Regions from separate parts of the Arachis hypogaea genome. Here region 2 is linked to region 1. A link is a contact called in public Hi-C data. All regions are on one chromosome and are shown on one strand. Each heading gives the region's core, a stretch centred on a gene start, on an enhancer-like site or on the middle of the called end of the contact. The rest is flanking DNA. Distances are from core to core; before and after follow the strand shown.

What was found. Hi-C and Micro-C count contacts between places; a contact is called where the count stands out from the background.
Region 2: a contact with region 1 is called in a Hi-C map of an unstated tissue, with 3 times the contacts expected there. The contact joins the promoter of LOC112750226 here to the enhancer-like site in region 1. A contact is called at or near these places in 2 of 8 Hi-C or Micro-C datasets (leaf and an unstated tissue).

The regions. Positions count from the first base shown.
Region 1 is chr15:43,116,997-43,119,842 of arahy.Tifrunner.gnm2.J5K5, forward strand. No RefSeq gene overlaps it. Among protein-coding and RNA genes, the nearest start is that of LOC112753105, 6.5 kb to the right of the region's middle. Within about 2 kb of position 1,420, at least 1 of the 3 cell types and tissues checked has open chromatin away from gene starts, as enhancers often do.
Region 2 is chr15:43,540,319-43,543,164 of arahy.Tifrunner.gnm2.J5K5, forward strand. It overlaps LOC112750226 (protein GAMETE CELL DEFECTIVE 1, mitochondrial), which reads left to right and starts at 1,363. Exons shown (of 3, transcript XM_025798841.3): 1 at 1,363-2,172. The coding sequence starts at 1,571.

The sequences.
Region 1 (2,846 bases), core at 170-2,669:
CCCCCCCCTCTTTTTTTCTCCACCAAAACAAATTTTCAAACTCTCATAAATATTAGATGATATGAAATATTTAATGATATTCTTGCTATTCAAGTGATTTTTTAGTAATGTTTTTATACTACACAACCTAGGTTCAAATTTCATTTCTTACCTTTTAAATCTTATTAGCTCTTTTTCATTGATAACAATATATTTTTAAAGGTCAAGTCATTTTGTTCAATGGTTTTTATTATTCCTTTTATTTTTTACATTTTTTCTTAATTATTACATCTATTATAATGTGAAAATACTTTAATTTTTATAATAACTCCTAACTAAATGTAATAAGAATATATATATATATATATATATATATATATATATATATATATATATATATAAAGTTCATTTATTTTAAACTTTATGTATTTTCTTATGAATATATCTTACATACTATATTTACTAATTTATTTTAAATGTATACATAAAAAATATTAGAGAAAAATACTTTTTGTTATAAATGACGTTAAAATATAAATTTATTTTTTACTATAAATTTCTATTTTGATATGATATTTATTAATAAATGTTTTTATTAACAAAATAAAAGAAGCCAACATCACTAAATATATAATACAATATTTGATTATATAAATTTTTAGATTTCAGTTCTCTCTATTTAAAATTTTTGGATCCACCATCATGTTATACACATCTTATCTTTCAATTCTTTCTTTCCATCACCCATTTTCATCTTATTCAAACATTATTTTTCGTTTTTTAATTTTGTTTTAAAGATGAAGATCAAAAAGTGGAAAAGAAGGAAAAGAGAAGATCTTAATGAGTTTGTGATTATCAACCACCATTACAAAGTTGCTATTACACTTATATATAGTGGATGAGTTCAGTAACTACTAACTACAAGCGTAACAGACACTTAACAAATTCTAACCACCTTATGACACCTTAGTGCTGCTTACTCCTATCATCCTCTCTCATCAGGACTTGACAATCAACAATCCTAAGTTTGTTTTGAATAATGTGAAACAGCTTGGAAGACACAAACTTCGTAAAGATGTCTACCATCCAAACACTTCCAGGAACGTGCTTGATGATAACTCCCCTTTTGGTAATATGATCTCGAGCAAAACTCAAATTCATAGCAAAGTGCTTAGATTTTGAGTGAAAAATTAGGTTTGCAACAAGTTGAATAGCTCCAAGATTGTCATAATAGATGAGAGGAGGACTTCGAAGGGGGCATTTACAGCTCATTCAACAGATACTTGAGCTAAGTTATTTTAGAAATTAATGCAGCAATCCTCGATACTCTGCCTCAGTACTATACCAAGACACGACATGTTGCTTCTTGGAGGACCACGCTACTAAATTAGCCCCATAGAACACACATTAGCCGTTTGTAAATTTATGATCATTCGGATTACTGACCCAGTTGTTGTTAGTGTAACCAATTAGTCTATGATCATTTGAAGGAGAGATGTGTAAACATAGGATGTAGTCCCACTTAAGTACCTCAAAACTCGCTTGACCACCTTCTAATGTGAATCAAGCAGCTGTTGCATGAACTGGCAAAACCGATTTACCACATAAGCAATCTCGGGTCGAGTCACAGTAATGTATTGAAGGCTATTAACAACTATTTGATAGAGACTCGATCAGAAAAAGGGGAGCCATCCTACTGGACATCTTAGCATCAGAAGCTATCGGCGTAGTATAGCGTTTACAATCACTCATCTTGGCCTTTTTAAATACTTCTTATATGTATTTGGCCTGATTGATAATTTTTCCTGAGTTGTCAGAGGTAACATGGAGACTAAGAAAGTAGTGGATTGTCCCCATGTCTTTAAGAGAAAATTTAGAGTGCAATTGCTTGACGAAGATGTGAATAAGTGTAGAGGAGCTACTAGTCATGATTATATCATCCACATAAATAAGAGAAAATATTCTTTGACAACCATCAAACCTGCTGAAGATCGACACATTAGATTTCGTTGATTGAAACTCTATTGATTTAAAAATGCTAGCCAACTTGAGATACTAAGCTCTTGGGGCCTGTTTGAGCCTATAGAGAGATTTACCGAGTTTGCAAATAATGGAGTTGTCTCCAATTTCATAACCTTTCGATTGAATCATATAGACTTCTTCTTTGAGATTGCCATTGAGAAAGGTATTATTTACATTCAATTGACGAATTTGCCAATTATTAGAGACTGCAATAGAGAGAATCATTATAATAGATGCTGGTTATATAATGGGACTAAATGTTTTTTAAAGTTACGGACAGGTTATTAGTAAAAGCCTTGAGTCACAAGATGCGCTTTATACTTCTAAAGTGAGCTATCAACATTGTAATTAGCTCTAAAGACCCATTTGCTTCCAATTGCATTCTTATTGGATGGCAGCTTCACTAAACTCCAGGTATTATTTCTCATTAGTGTAGCATATTCCTTATTCATAGCTTGTTTCCAATGAGGAAAAGCCAATGCTTGCTTAATAATTTTTGGTTCAAGGAAGGCATTAAACACTTTGGGTTTAAAGACCCCTACTTTAGACCATATGATCATGTTGTGAGTGCTAGGGATAGTGGTGGAGGTGTGGAAGATTGTTCTTGTTGTAGAGGAGAGGGATTGGGTACTGAAAGTTGTTGGGAAGAAGGTTGATTGTTGGGATAGAATGTGGGTAGTAAGTAGAAGGTTGAGACAGAGGCAGTCTTAGTTTAAAGCAGGTCGTGAGTTATTTGTAGGACATGGTTGAGGTTATTGATGGTAATGATAAATGTGTATAGGTGGAATTGGTGAGGGATCAATGTTATGAGAGAGAGATGGTTGAGGTAGCATTTTGGAAAGGAA
Region 2 (2,846 bases), core at 113-2,612, 420 kb after region 1:
TTTGAGCTAAATCCTAATTTTCGTCCCTAACGCTTGAAAAGTCCTATTGTTATCCTAAACGTTTTATTTCATCCTATTTTAGCCTTTTACAAATATCCTTTTTTCTCTATTATTATTATTATTATTATTATTATTATTATTATTATTATTATTATTATTATTATTATTATTCCGTCACTTTTATTCTTAAATTACTACAACCACCATTATGGCAACTATAATTATGATTTTCAATTTGCTGCTATTTAAAAAAAATATAATAGAAGAAATGATCTTTTTGAAAAAAAAAATTGATCAAATAATTAAAATAGAATGAAATAAAATATTTGGGATAAAAATAGGATATTTTAAATATTAAGATCAAAATTTGGACTTAATTTAAATATTAAGAACTAAAACAATACTTTATCTTAATATCTTTTGTCATGACAATAAAAAATATCTCAAAAATTTTTATTCTAAAATTTAGTTGCACTTAAACAAATTAATTTTTATATATGATTAACTATATATAATATTTTCAAGAATTAAGAATATAAGTGACTAAAAATTTTGTTTATTAATTATGAGAAGATATTTGCTACGTCTAGTAATAATAATATATATTTTACATAGAAGTCTTTAAAAAAATAGAATCTTTAAATATTTTAAATTAATTTTAAATTATGTTAATTTTGTTAATAAATAGTTTGTTCAGCTTTAAACATATATAAAATATTTATTTTTATTTTGAATATTTTTGTAGTAAAAATAATTAAACTTTTTAAATAGTTTGTTACTCTCTCTCCATGTCACCGCTAATAAATCTTCAGCCCTCCATTGCTTCTTCAGTTTTATTTTTGTGAGCTAATTATTGTTTTTGCTTGATTAATTTTCTTGACTCTTGATTGTTGTTAACAAGCGTATCGATTGTTCTTGATTGTTGTTAACAGATTGTGGTGGTACCTTATGTGTGGTTATGATTATGATTTGTCATGAGAGGTGTTTTTTTAGTTGAAAATTTGTTATTGTTTTGTTTTTGTTAGTGAAACATGCTGTATTTGTCAATTATATATATTTTGATTTTTTTGTTATAAACTTAAATATTTATATATGTTTGTAAATTTTTAATAACAAATTATAAATAAATTATTATATAAAATTATAAAATTTTAAATTTTATTAATTTAAAAATTATTATATTTAAATATTTTAATTTTATATTTAAATGTTAATATATTTATTTTATATTTAATTAAATTGATTCCATCATAATTCCATTCGAATTAGACTATTAAATTATTGAACCAATTATTCTACGGATTCATTGGCCGGCTCTCGCAAACTTGAAAAGAAAAAAAAAACTGGCCGTTTCGAGTTTTTGGGAACCCGTTTATAATTGGGCCTACTGTTTCATTAATGGGGCGAACGATATAGAGGCTAACGACGAATAACCCATATTACGCTATGTTCTACGCTCTTCCACTCCGAATCCAATGTCTACTTCGCGGTCCGAGTAGCGCTTAGCTATTGCCTACTTCGCTACTTAGCTTCCTAATTTCTACAAACAAAAAATCATGAAAAACAAAAAATGCAAGCGTTTCGAAGATTCGCAACCTCTATCTACTTGTCGAAACCGAAGCAATTAAACGCAGCGTCGTTCACGGTTGCCGCCAAACCCTATCTCAAACTTTCCGACGAGGTTCCCGCGACCAGGTTCTGGTCGTCGGGGCGCGATTCCGGCAACGGCGAAGATGAATGGAACGAGGCGTGGGAGTCAGCGTGGCTTCCGGAGGATCTCACGCCCAAGTCTCGCGCGCCATGGGAGACCGACGTTAACTTTGGTTCCCCCTCCACGTCCTTGCCGGAGTCTTCCTCCACCGCCGTTTCCGACGGGGTTGCGGTGGCGGAGATCGAAACTCATGCTGACGCGGAGACGAAGGCGTTCGTGGAGGAGATGAACGAGAATTGGGAGGTTAGGAGAAAGAAGGGATCGAAGGAGAAAGAGAAGGTGCAAAATGGTGCCGTTTATAGCGTGGAGAATATGAAGAAGGATTACCGGTTGAGGAAGCAAAGGGTGCACGCTGGGCTGTGGGTTAAGGAGATTGAGAAGCTCGAGGAGGCTAAGTTGGGGGATCACATCGGCAGCGGCGGCGGCGATGACATTCAGAGATTGCTTGACAGCTGCTCGGAGTATGCCTCTCTCTCTCTCTCTCTCTTGTAATTTCGGTGTTGAAAATTGGAATTGCATTTCTATTTTTACTTTTATTTTATTATTTTCAAATAAGAATAAAGGGACAATTAGGTCTCAAAGATTTTGCCTTCCTGACTAATTAGTTTCTAAAAAAAAAAAAATATATCACTTTGGCCCTCCAGAAAAGCAAACCGCAGACATGTGATGATCTTCTATCAATTTATCAACTTACCGGTGATCTTTATATGAACGGTTAATTACTTTGACGTGCCTATTTATATAGATAACAATTTTTAGAGTTAAACTTCACTTGTTTTGATAGCGATAAATAGAGAGATAAAGGGTATATGAAATTGAAAAGATAATAAATATTTCACTGTCCAAAACTACGTCATCTTCATGTTCACGTGTCAGTAACAAGACATGCACCACTATAAATAATGAAATATATGGACAATTTCATTTTGTTTTACACTATTTATTGACAGAAGGATATATATGTTCACTGTTTGCTATTTTGCAGAATCTAATTGGTACTTTTTTTTTTCAAGGACTAATTAGTCCAAGTTCAACATCTTCAAAGATCTAATTGTTACTTTATTCTTCAAATAATGAAGGTTTTGTAACGTTAATGCATGGTGTGGATGGTCCCTTAATTGGATTATGAGTAAGT